Linked DNA regions of Danio rerio: region 1 is linked to region 2. A link is a contact called in public Micro-C data. All regions are on one chromosome and are shown on one strand. Each heading gives the region's core, a stretch centred on a gene start, on an enhancer-like site or on the middle of the called end of the contact. The rest is flanking DNA. Distances are from core to core; before and after follow the strand shown.

Evidence for each region. A called contact is a pair of places that touch in the nucleus more often than the background predicts.
Region 1: a contact with region 2 is called in a Micro-C map of caudal fin, with 8 times the contacts expected there. The contact joins the promoter of pcf11 here to the promoter of arhgap42a in region 2. A contact is called at or near these places in 4 of 18 Hi-C or Micro-C datasets (caudal fin, embryo, fibroblasts and 1 more) and 2 of 4 datasets of contacts at active chromatin or transcription factors (caudal fin and embryo).

The regions. Positions count from the first base shown.
Region 1 is chr21:24,333,072-24,340,075 of GRCz12tu, forward strand. It overlaps pcf11 (PCF11 cleavage and polyadenylation factor subunit), which reads left to right and starts at 4,370. Exons shown (of 16, transcript NM_001007307.1): 1 at 4,370-4,718; 2 at 6,523-6,648; 3 at 6,870-7,004. The coding sequence starts at 4,551. ddias (DNA damage-induced apoptosis suppressor) reads left to right here. Exons shown (of 3, transcript XM_021469075.3): 2 at 366-471; 3 at 1,499-5,784. The coding sequence ends at 3,109.
Region 2 is chr21:24,193,806-24,200,616 of GRCz12tu, forward strand. It overlaps arhgap42a (Rho GTPase activating protein 42a), which reads left to right and starts at 2,726. Exons shown (of 24, transcript NM_001202443.2): 1 at 2,726-3,122; 2 at 4,039-4,134. The coding sequence starts at 2,969. fbxo40.2 (F-box protein 40, tandem duplicate 2) reads right to left here and starts at 1,021. Exons shown (of 4, transcript XM_689616.9): 1 at 979-1,021; 2 at 743-776. The coding sequence starts at 745.

The sequences.
Region 1 (7,004 bases), core at 3,120-5,619, 140 kb after region 2:
TCTGTGGTATCTAAATGATATAACCTTTCTGTATTAATACTCAAACATCTATAAAATGTCTAGAAACATTATGATTTACTGTATGTCTGGATTATTGTATATCTTTAGGGTTACATGTGGAAGGTGTGGATTCACATGCGACTCACAAAACGTGGACTACAGATACAGGCTGTCATTTAAAGTGTCCAGAAACCAAGATATATTTGGAGTGACTGTATTTGGTGGCTGTTTAAATCCCTTTTTTGGCATTACTGCTGGTGGCCTTCAAAGGCATGTTACTTGATTTGAGCATATTCTCAATAATTTTTTGTTGTAAATGTATTTGTATTCATTGCTGATAAAATAGTTTTTTTGTTGGTTCACAGGTATATTGAATTACAGAAATCGGATGGCAAACATACTGTTCAAGAACTACTCGTCAAAGCTCTAGAAGACTGCTTCATAGGGAGATCGGTTATTTTTGGGTTAAAGGTATGAAGCGTTTGTTCATTTAAAGAGCTTTCCTTAAAAAACACTCCACTATATTTAAAATATTTACATTTTACAACTCCTCGAGGTAAAACTGCTGAGTTTTATCATTTTAAAAAATAACATGGCTGCAGTAGGTGCAATGATATTATGCAGCACATGAAAATAGTCCCCAGCTGCTGTAAATAACTAGGTAGCAGCGCTGCGTAATATCATTGCGCCTGCTGCAGCCATGGTACGTCAGCGATGTTCCTTGATTATTACACCAGAATGAGAGTGTACTTTTCATTTTTTGTTTGTCTTAATACAAAATGTGTCTACATAAGAGTGCAGCTTTAAATAGGTTAATGATCAAACTGTTTTACAAGTTTTAAAGGAGATGCTAATGTTCTAATAGACTATTTTGAGGGATGTAAACAAAAACAATGGTCCCAACTTACTTCCTGTTTTACATTTTTAATTTCTATAGCTTCCGAGAATCCAAAAAGGGTTGTTGAATGGCTGTTTTAACATTAAGTTATGATTGAATCACCTCTTGTTACAGTTATGAAACAAGCATAACAAGCATAAGTTTGATAACAAGCATGAAATGTTCATGGGCCAATGACATGACCACATTGAAATGGTCAATACAGTGATTTATGCTAAGCTAAATGTGCTCCTGCCAGACCCAGAGATTGGCTGAATGGATTTAAAAAATAGTAAAACTGAACTGTTTAACTGTAAACAAAATTTGTAAAACAAAATTTGCCTATTGTCAAAAACGTGGAGTGTTCCTTTAATATGTGGTGGGATGTTTCGATCAGGGGTGTCAAAACTCTGTCCTGGAGGGCCGGTGTTCTGCATATTTTAGTTCCAACCCCAAGTAAACACACCTGAACCAGCTAACCAAGCTCTATCTAGGTATACTAGAAATTCCCAGGCAGGTTGAAGGAAGTTGCAGCTTAACTATGCCCTCCAGGACTGAGTTTGGACACCCCTGGTTTAGATGATTCTCTTGTTATTAACTTTACTCATTTCTTCCAAACAGGTTCCCTGTAAAAAAGCCAAGACATCTTCTCTGTCTGGACAGTTTGTGGCTTGCCAAATAGTTGCTCCATGTGAGTCCTTGATGGGATGTACAGTAATCGATTATCTTAAAACCCTCCAGCAAGCGAATTCAAATTCATGCCATTATGAATCTGCAAGCAATGTTTGTTTTTCACAACAGAAGAATTCACAGACTTCACAAAGTTTTGATTACACTCCTCCATCATGTGCACAGTTAAATTCTCTACCAAGCAGTCAAGAGTTCACAATCTCAAAGGTGTGGCAATCACCTGGATTACGCTTTCTTCCAGCAGAATTAAATAATGAGTTTTTACAGCAGTCCAGAGTTTGTGATAATATTGCTTCACCAAATATAGAGACAAGAACAAGTAAATGCAGAACAAGTGAAACAAATCAGCCGAAGCATGAAAAACTGAAGGATGAAACACAGAACAATCACAGAAATTCTTTTTCCTCAAGCTGCGATATGTTTGATTCATCAGCACATTTTAACATGTCCACTGCATGTGATGCTGTCAATCCACTGAGCACCTTTTCTAGCCAAAGAGATTATGAAGTAACTACATCCACACAGCACCTTGTAAGAACTGTACCTGTGGAAAATCTTGATGCACGTGTTGATGAGAAAGCACTTTATAGTCATTCTGGTCAAGATCTAAGTTTAAATTTAGAGGATGCACCTTTATCTGAAAGCTTGCAAGATTTTGTTGAACCTCCGATATCAGAGATCATTGAAACAAGGGAGTGCAGTGCAGGTGAAAAAGATAAAGGGATTCAAGAGCAAAACGGATGCTGTCAGATTGACAGTTCAGTGAGCATACAAATGCCAATTTGTGGAGAACATCTGACGCCACCAATGTGCAGTGTGAACATCATTGAACGAAAAGAGAGTTGTGAAAATGACTGTTTAGAAAATCCTGAAACTACACTGAACCCCTATGAAATTCCTAGGTTTCTCACAACCACTTCCTCAAGGCTAAAAGGAGAGCCTTTTAGCTCTGCAAATAACAGATTGTCATTTTCTAACAAAAAAGAACTTTGTTTAAACAGAAAAATACCCAACAGCCCCTCTGTGGCTTTTTGTTCAGTAAACCATGAAAAGGGCAAATATTTCAGGCACTGCACACAAAGTGAGCTCCATTCTGTAAACTGCAAAGTCAAGCAGGAACTGATTGTGTTTGATGACCATGAGGATAAATACAATTGCTCTGTAGACTTGTTTGCTTCTGGTCAAAGCGGTATGGACATGAACCTTTCGGATGTGACAGAGATTTCTAAAGTAAATGAACAGAGGAGTGTCAACACATTAGAGCCTGGGGTTTCTGGTCCCCTGCTTTTTTCACCATGTTTACAGTCCACCCCTGTTTCTCATTTTCAGCACTCATGTGGCCCTAAAACTGGCAGAAGCCGAAAACGTGTAGGCTCACTGTGCTCCATTAAATGTGAGTTTAAAACTAAGACTACTGATCTGTGTTTAAGTGATAAAAGACTGAAATTTGATCAGATGCCAAATGATGAATGTATTGAGAATACGAAGTGTAATTTATCTGCAACTGAGTGGTCCAGAGATCTTTTTGAAAATTCTTTTTGAATTGAAATTGAGGTTATTTATACATTTATAAATTAAGTTGGAATTTAAATATTTTTTTGCTGATTATTTTGTTAATTAACTGTATGAACATGAATTTATAATGATTTATAATACACACACACACACACACAAACACACACACACACACACGTTGCCCAGAATAAATGAGTACACCTTTTACAGATCTCTTTTTTTTTATTAATCTTTTCTATAGGATCCTATACAATAATATGTATAACAATATACATAAATCATTTGTCCTATTTTGACTGCTATGCCATAATAAATTGTGAATATAACCATAGAAGGAGGCTTTACGACAAAGCAGAATCCTCTTTTGGCTGTTGCATCAGCATGACTGAGGAAAGTTGAATGTGCTGGCGAGTTTGTGTTTGCCTAATAAATGACAATAGGCTAGTTTTTAATTTCAAACTCGAACCGTATCATTTTTTTCTTATGATATATGATGTAATGAATTTGTACTTGAAAAAAAAATATTATTCTCCTTTTTTCTTCTAAATCTTTAGGAAATATTTTTTGTACATCAAAAAGTTTAGTGATTATGCCCATCCGATAAGCTAATCCAGCAAAAAATAAATTGCACTTAAAAAGTATTTTTTTTAAAAGTATATGAGGCTAGTAACTGCAAAAAGGTCTATATTTTAAGAAAAAGGAACCACCTCTTTCACCAGGCTGGCTACAGGCGTGTTAGAAAAAAATATTAAATAGAACTTTAATAATGAGGAAAAAACAAGAGATACAAAATATGACCCCCCCCCCTCTTCAGTTTGAAGTTTTTTTCCAATACCTGGAGTCCATTTTCCAATTAGAATTTAAATGTTTTTTTTTTATTCCCAAAAAAAGATGTTAGGTGACTAAAATACACATAATTTATGGTCCTGTGTATTTATACATCATGAGTTAATAATTAAACTGTCTACATTTTAACTGTCTATTGTTATATTATGATTTAAACCCAATGAACCTCCATTCGATGCAAATTATCCAAGCGTGCTTCAGTTTCAAGGTGATGACTACATTGTACTCCCTGTTGTGATTTTGTTGATTTATGTAATTATTAAATTCTGATAGGCTGTTGTTTAAAACAGTAGTGCTCTTATGGCCAATGACATTGAGCGCAAAGTCTTCACCACCCAATCAAAATCGATCGTTTCAGAGCAGCCAATAAGAAATCAGTGACGCGCGTTCAACTATAAATACATTTCAGATGACGCGCAGTCTCTGCTAAAGTACGACGGACATTTTGCAAAGCGCAGTTGAAGCAACATCGTCAGCTACACAAAAGCAAGACGCGAGGAGATTCGGCACAGCATTCGACGCACAGAGGGAACTAAAAGGAAATACAGATGTTTAAGTGGACTGTGTTGCGAGTTATGTTTGTATAAAAGTTTAATTTGTGTGGCGACTCAACGGCTCAAAGATGTCGGACGACGGTGCGAGGGAGGACGCCTGCCGCGAGTATCAGTCCTCGCTGGAAGATCTGACTTTCAACAGCAAACCGCACATCAACATGCTCACCATTCTAGCCGAGGAAAACATCCAGTTCACCAAGGATATCGTCGCAATAATTGAAGCACAAATTGCCAAGGTTTTTATGAAAATAGATTTATTTTTTTGTTTCAGTCATCGTCTATTAGCGCGAATGTGGCCAGTTAGTTCAATGACGACATGACATGAGGCCTGTAACATGGCGGCAACACGGCTAACGTTAGTTCGCTAACCACATTGTGTAAATGGACGTAACATAAGGTTTGTCGTTGTGTTGTAGTTAATAATGATCAAATTCCGAATACACTACTTTTGTGTTTGTTATAAGGGTGTCCTATTTTTGTGACTCAAAGTAACATTTTTACAAATTAGGCCAGTTAAACCGCATGTTTATCTGTTTGTTGGGTCACAGCTGTTCACAAAGTCGGATTTTACGTTAGCGTTGACGCACAGTGAAGTTAATAATCCACGTATACATTCTCAATCAGATTATAGGATAATGATCGAAACCCAACGTTCCACGTTACGCTAATTACTGTTCACACCAATTTGATTTTAATTTTATTACTGATTATTCATTATATTATGTTATGTGTTTCTGTGTATTTATATAATTAACCGAGAATTATTAATGGTATGTATCGTTAAACGTATGGATAATGTATCAACAGTAAAACGATATGTGAAATTCCAGGATTACGTAATCAACCCAATGACTCGAATCGCCGTTTTGTTCTTTACAGTTTTGCTCGCATATTAATTTTAAATGAAATGATTACATTTGTTGGTATAAACCCACTTTTCAGCTTGCAGTCAATCAGAAAGACGTATTTGCATACTCATTGCTGTAGCTCTGTCATCTCACCAGCTGGTGCACGTGGTTTGCCGCCTATGTATACTGATGGCTGGGTGTTTTTTTGAAAAGCTAGTGAAATTTTTTTTTTACTCTTGTTTGTTTTCAATTTATTTGAAGTCCTACACTAGATAGAATAGCTGCTCCGTGAAAACGGATTTAAAGTCTTTAATTCAAATGTGCGCCATTAAAATTGCTTTGTACTTGAACTAATAAAGGGATTGGGGTGTTAGATTGCTGAGTAATTTTTCTATCCTTTGCTGCAATGTTAATAAATGGTATATAACTGTGACAATAAACCATGTGAAATGTCCTTTTGTCTTTATTTCCTAGTGTATTTTTTTCTGGTAATACATTTGCTATGTTAATTGCAGTCTGACATTAAATACAAAGACATTTGCATTGGTGCATTGTTCTTTCTGAAAACTTATCAAAAAATGAATGTGTTAAATTACTTTGAAAAAAAGAAACGAAGGAATTTTACAAAAACTGCACTGGGGCATGATCATCACAGCTTGAACTTTTTTTTTTTCTGGACTCAAACTAAAACTTTTAACATCCAATGCTGCTTTTTTCACCAATAAGAAGACTAATTTTAACTTTGGTTTAAATGGATCCTAGAGTTGGATTCATGGCCAAGAAACAAAAACACAAGTGAAATCTGAAAGGGCTTCTTTCTATAGTCAACTGAGACTTTGGTGGGTTTATAAAGTCAAAAAACAAACTGAATTGTATTGACAACCTAACAAAACATTTTCCTACTTGATGGACTGAGCTTGAAGACTGAACACAGAGGAAGATTGTCCCTTTTCCCTAATTTTCTTCCTTGGACATAGATTTTTTTTTTTTTTTTTGCATCATCTGAAAACTTTTTCTTCTCCTTTCATTTGATCTCTGAGGATTTTCAGCAAAACGATGGACTTCAGCTTGAGTTTTTTTTTGTGCCAGTATTCTTATTCCAGCCATTTTATAACCTCCACTATCTAAATCAATGTAGTTGTGTATTTTCTCCATGTTGTTTTCTAAACTTGTCAGTTTTCTATCACTTTAGGCACCTCCTGTTGAGAAGCTTCCAGTTTTGTACTTAGTGGATTCCATAGTGAAGAATGTTGGAGGGGCTTACCTTGAAGTGTTTGCTAAGAACCTAGTCAATTCCTTTATTTGTGTATTTGAAAAGGTACATAATTCTTTGAGTTTATGTCCATGGTGTAATTCCTGATTGAGCATAATGTGCTCTTTTTTTTTCCCTCATTTAAATTACTTAAAAATTTTTCACATTTGTAGTTTAATGTTAATCGTAATAACAAATGTATTTTTTCTAATCAAAGTGGTATTGTCAGTGTTTTATAAAACATGGAGTAGTCAGATATTTCCCCCCTTTTCTTTTTTTCACCTTAGGTTGATGAGGGCACTAGAAAAAGTCTCTTCAAATTGCGTTCTACATGGGATGAAATTTTCCCCTTGAAGAAACTATATGCACTTGATGTGCGTGTGAACTCTGTAGATCCTGCATGGCCCATTAAACCATTGCCA
Region 2 (6,811 bases), core at 1,476-3,975:
AACCAACTGCTATGAGAGAGTCTTACCTCTGATTTATATTTGGTGACAATGTTTGTGGGTGTCACCAATTTAAAATTAAAGCGCAGCTTTATGCTTATAATGTCTTATTGCTCATTGCCATAAACAAAAAAAAGACAGCTGAGCGGGACTCTGCAAAATAAACTGTGAAACTCTGACCAACGTGAGGGGAGTTACACACAAGTGGCTCGTTTTAGCACTTTTGGTCCGTTTAGAAATGTTACCATGTGAATGCAAACTGCACCAAAAACAAAAAAGAACATTGTAACAATTTTAATTCCTGTTTCAGAACAAAATAATCGATCCACGTGTGTGAAAGCACCCTCAGAATCGATGCAGAATCAATTTCTCAAATTATTTTTCATTTTTTTAAATTGTAAAATTTATTGGGTCATTCTCACTAAAAAGCAGATCTGATTGGACAAAAGTTTGGACGTGACCGTGAGTGCAGGATGAGTCATCAATACTTCTGGTACAATTAACAGAAGAAATAGACTGAGTTTAGACCAAATGGTTTTGAATCAACTTTTATGAATATAGTTAACAGTCTTACATGTTACTACTTTATTGAAACTAGTATGTTAATTTTTATTTGTTTTTCCTCATTTCATTATAATGATAACTGCATTTCGGTTTCCAATCCATCATAATACAACTGTGTAATTGAAATTTACACATATACTTTTACCAATATTTAAGTAATGAAAAAATAAATTGAACATACCATTATTATCTGAAGCAGTGAACAACAACAGTTTCTGAAAAAAAGAGTAGTATCTAATTCATTAAAATGTCAGTACACATGCATTGATAAACTATAGCACAGTTTCCCTTAATGCATTAGTAAATTATTTAACATTTTACCTGTTTTAATAAGACCTTGCAGTACAGCTAAGGGTAAGCATTTGCAGACAGCACTGACAAAAACAACGTTATATAAACAGTTACCAAACAGCTTACCTAAAGGGCGAACCATGTCTCAAGAAGTTCCCCGGCTTGTTCCAAGAGACCTTTCTAAAGAACAGGATTGTGGGTCATGTTAAAAATAGTAGCCTCAACTGCCAGTAGCAAATTACATGACCTGTAGATATACTGTATAAAAACAGACAATCATTTTCTTCAAATAAAAGGCTATCTGTTTTGTCTATCTTACTCTAATTAAAATCACCATGCTGAGGTCAAACAGAGGACAGCAGATTAGCAGAATGAGTTTTTCCAAAGAAAAAAAAAATTGTAATGTTTCATGAGTGGGTCACCAGATGGCAGTCATTCCCTTTGGATTGGAGGACTGGGCTTCACATGCACATGTTATTTATTTAGGTAACAGTTTTGATAGCTGGACAAAAAATGTGTTCTTTATCATACTTTTGATATTGACCTTTTTTTATGTTTTGTTAATAATGTTTTTGTCATGTGATGCTCATAATGTTACTTTGACTTCATCTCAAGGTTTAGGGATGTCCAAATATACATCCTTTTATCAAACTGCCTATCCTATAAGGGGCTGTAGGGTTGGTCCAGGACTAACATGCGACATATAATACAAAATGATCTGCCTTGTTTTTAGCCATACTTTGATTGCACAGAAAATAGATGTGCAGTTTGGCCAAATATTAAAACAAAATAATTATTTATTTTGAACAATCTAGAATTAGCAATGAATTTTATTGAACCTAAAATATATTTTCAAATATATTTATCACATATTCAAAATTAATTTTAGAGGGAATAATATATATATATATATATATATATATATATATATATATATATATATATATATATATATATATATATATATATATATATATTTAAATATATTTCAGGGCGGCACGGTGGCTCAGTGGTTAGACTGTCGGGTCACAGCAAGAAGGTCGCTAGTTTGAGTCCCGACTGGGTCAGTTGGCATTTATGTGTGCTATTTGCATGTTCTCCCCGTATTCGCATGGGTTTCCTCCAGGTACTCTGGTCTTCCTCACAGTCCAAAGACGTGCTATAGGTGAAATGAATAAACTAAATTGGCCAACGTGTATTTGTGTGAATGGGTGTGTATGGGTATGGCTGCTTAAAACATATGCTGGATAAGTTGGCGATTCATTCCACTGTGGCGACCCCTGTTAAATAAAGGTACTAAGCTGAAGGAAAATGAATGAATGAATGATTTCAAAATATATAAAACATCTAAAATATATATAATTTAAAAAATATGTTTTTAAATAATATATTTATGTAAATAATATTTGTAATATTCTAATAATGTGTCAATATTATTTGGTAATTTTTGGATATTCTTATATATTTTAAAAAGATATTAAACACATTTCAAAACATATTTGCCCATATATATTTAAATAAGAAAATAGGATTCTAGCTTTATTTTTATGCCTAAACCATCTAAAGTAATAATAAGTTATAATATAATAAATATAATATAATAAATATAATATAATATAATATAATAAATATAATATAATATAATATAATATAATATAATATAATATAATATAATATAATATAATATAATATAATATAAAAAAATCAAGAGTTTTGAACCTCAGTTACAAAATAGGCTATATGTATTTCATAGTACACAGGCTCATACAACTTCTACAAAGTGACCCCAGGAGGGTGTAGTAGCCTAAAAAGTAAACCCAGCAGCAGCAGCTCAGTGGTGTAATCATGTCCTGATGTCGTCCTGTAGGTGAGCGGGATCAGACCAGTAGGAGTCACCGCGAGCCTCCCTTTCTCCCTCTGCTCTGCTCAATCTCTCCGTGATCCAGCAGGGAAACAGAATGCCGGAAGTGGGGTTTCGGGATACAGAGTTTCGGGACTCGTAACCGTTGAAAGTTCACACTATCAAGAAACCTACTTTCCCCGAGAATCAAAGCTTTTCCGGTAGCTTGTGTTCGTCAGCCTTTGTTTCACCGTTTCATTCATCCGGACGTTTACAATGGGGCTCCCGGCGCTGGAATTCAGCGACTCTTTTCTGGACAGTCCTGACTTCAGAGAGCGACTCAAATGCCACGAAATTGAACTGGATCGTACCAATAAATTCATCAAGGAACTAATCAAAGATGGAAATATGCTTATCAGTGCGCTTAAAAGTAAGTTACAGGTCGTGTATGTGTGTTTTGAAAAGTAAGTGATGTATTGAGATTTAACTCACACGTGATCTGACTTTAATTCTTTTTTCTCTAGTTATTGTTGTTACATTATTTGAACTATTTTTGCTAGTTTTTATTTACTTTAACCGTGTGAGGGGAAAAGTGAGAATTCAAAGCACTGATGTAGATTAGATAGAGCAGTGTAGTTGAATGGGTTTGTGTTTTCTAAAAAGAAAGGAACTTTTGTAGTGCCTGACCTTTTGCCCTGTTAAACACCTACTGTAGATATTTCATCAAAATTAGTGAAACTACAGATTTAGAAAAGTGTGTAAATGAGCCTTCTCTGTCTTACACTTTGCTTTTAATTAACCTGTGTTTATCAACTCTAATATCTAGCAGGTTTTAGAAGTGAGCATGTTCAGGCCGGGGTTGTGGTGTGTGTGCATGTTTCATCATCAAACGCCTGGTTATTCACCCAGCTGGGATCTGATATGATATCAAGAAGAAGACGAGTCTCTACTAGATATGCTGTTATCAGCCACTTCGCTAACATGGCTCCTCCTTGCCTCCCTCTAGATATGTTTTTTTTTTGCACTAGTCTTAGTCTTTGAACTTCTCAAGTCCATTCAGCACTGACTATTTTTTGTTAGTTTCAACAGTGTTCTCTTTCACAACTTTATCCTTTATTCTCTGCCACAAAGCAGTCCAGCTGAAGGCTCCTTCTGGCTTTTGTGCCAAACAAAAGGCAGTGAATGTCTTCCCAAAAAAGGACTTTGAACTAAGTCTTTAATTGAGTATTTGTGAGGTCATGTCCTTCCCGTTTGACCAAACAAATTGTTAGTAATGAGTAAGTTGATGTAAATATGCTGAAATTGCAGTAAAGCTCCATCACATAACTCTGTTGTCTTCTGAACAGGTCTTTCTGCAGCTGTGCAGAAATTCTCCCAGTCGCTTCAGGATTTCCAGTTTGAATGCATTGGAGATGCTGAGACCGATGATGAGATTAACATTGGTAAGTAATTAGCAAGTAACCAAGATGTTAATTATATGTGCATTTGATGTAGTTTATCCAGGTTTATTCATGCATCTCAAATTGTGAAGTTTTGCAAAATGTTTGAGCTGCTCTCACAATGAAAGTTGGTTGGCAGTAAACGTTGTCAGACCTAAAAAAAGCAGGATCCTAACTCCCATAGACATCTAGAAAATACACATAGACACATGGAGAATTAAGTTGTCTTAATTACTATGTACTTACATTTTAATTAATAATTTGGTACAATGCATTTATTACGAAAATGTTTAGGAATTGTATTTATGTTATAAAGTTATTTACAGGCCTGTAATAAATTTTTGTAAATACTTTTATCATTATGCTGTTGACCCATTACACCTTAACCCACCCTCATACCACAAAACCTGTCCCTAACCTAATATCACATCCCACCTCAGTAGCACCAGTGTTCTGCAATACAATATGAACACAATAAGTATATTAGTGTAAAGTCAAATCTTTAGGCTATTCCTCTGCCATTTTTACCCCGTATAGACCATTTCAATGGGATGTTGCCATTGGCCCACGAACATTCGCTGCTTGTTATCAAGCTATTTCATAACTGTAACAAGATGCAATTAAATCATTACTTAGCATTTAAATAGCTATCATAACATTATTTATCAATATGTGGACCTTTTTGGATTCTTGTAAGCTGAAGAAGTAAAAAATGTAAAACAGTAAATAGATTAGGACCATTGTTATTGTTTACATCCCTCAAAAAGGTCTATAAAAGGGTTGTTATTAAAATACAGCACTATAATTCCTGTGCAAAGTGTCAGATTAAAGGCATTTATCACACTGTAATTAAACGGCACAAATGTATGATGCAGACTCGCTTAAACGGAGAGGTTTTTTTGTCATGTGTTGATTTTATATTTGTTATACAGTTTGTTGGGGATTTGCTTTATATTATCATGTCACACTTGATGTTAAAGGGCCTGAATGCTGAAAGAGAGCAAGCTAAAACTCGCAGGGCCCTATCATACACCCGGCGCAAGGCGTGACGCAATTGTTGTTTGCTAGTTTCAGCTCGGCGCAAGAGTCGTTTTGACGTTTTGCAAATGCACGTAATGCATTTGCGCTCATACGTGCGCCCATAGGCGTTCTGGTCTACAAAAGGAGGTGTGTTAAGGCGCGTTGCTATTTTGAGAAACTTAAATAGACTGTTCAGTAGACCAGATCAAAGCAGGTCAATAGTCCAGCTCAGAGCACATTATTTGTGCGCCTCGCTTGCACATAGTTTAATACACACAGGATGTACAACAATACGCAAACGTCTTTACAAAAATAGAAATAAAGGATTAAAATATTACAAAAATGATTGTTTTCTAGCCTACATGAATATACAAACCACCGCCTCCATGCCTTCTTCATCTCGTGGGGCTTTTTCAGTTAATTCATGATAACTTGCTTTTGTATAATGTTATTATTATTAACAATAATATTTATTATATCCATATTTATATTTGTTTTAATAAAAACAAGCTTAGATTTGCCCATCTTTCAGGATTCAGACCATATGGGGCATAGCATGTGTATTTGGAGATAACCTTGTTTTTTGACCACACTTCGTTATTATTGTTCAATTATGTATAGGCTAATGGATGTCTGTGCGTACAACACGTTTCCCTATCCATGAGAGTTAAAGTGAAAGTAAAGAATGAGGAGGCTCATCTCTTTTTCTCGCGCTGTAGATACTCTGTTTAACTGTTTTTTCGCTAGTGAAGGGTTAAGTTTTTCCACTTACAAAGTCCGCCATGTAAATAGCAAACGCGCTATGGCAACTGGTTATTAAAGGGAATGGGAGATGAGACTCTGATTGGTTTATTCTCAAAACACACCTATAACTCATTAAGAGAATAAGCTCAACCCTGTTAGACAATGCGTCATTGCACAAAGCGGATTTTTCCATCCTTAAAAAAGCAAAAGTGGATTCAGACAAGCCCTTAATCTTTTTGCACCATGCGCTTTGCACTTTGCGCATAGATCATCAAAATAAAGCCCACAAAGTTTAATAGACCATAAAACTTCTGTAACAGTCCCTTTTAAAAAATTAAGCAGGGTAAGCTATAAACAAAACCCTACTACTTGTCCATCAGCTCTCTTGTTCAATAGTCAGGGCACTTCAAGGGGTCAAAAATTTTAAGTGCTGTCTCAATCGCAAAATTCTTTCAGTGCACTGAATTGTTACACAATGTGTACACAATGCACTGTGAATATCAGGGAGCATCGATGCTCAGTATCAGCTGCTTCCTTTGAGTAGCTCTCATTCCTCTGCATTGATCCCTTCAAAGTTTTTACCCTCTGGGGTTACATCTTCGAACAAATTAGGGCATAGAGATGAGCCCTTCTAAATATAACACAGTGTGAAACAATGCAGCTTCCCTGGGCAAAAGATCATGAAACGTCCATCAGTTGTCCCCTTCGAAATCCTTCATTCCGAAGGGCCCTTCGAAATGGCCAGTTTTGAGCACATTGGTTTGGAATTCATTCGTTTTCTTTTCTTAGTCCTTTTATTAATTCGGGGTCGCCACAGCGAAATGAACCATCAACTTATCCAGGATATGTTTCACGCATCGGATTCCCTTCCAGCTGCAACCCATCACTGGGAAACACGCTTACACACTCATTTACA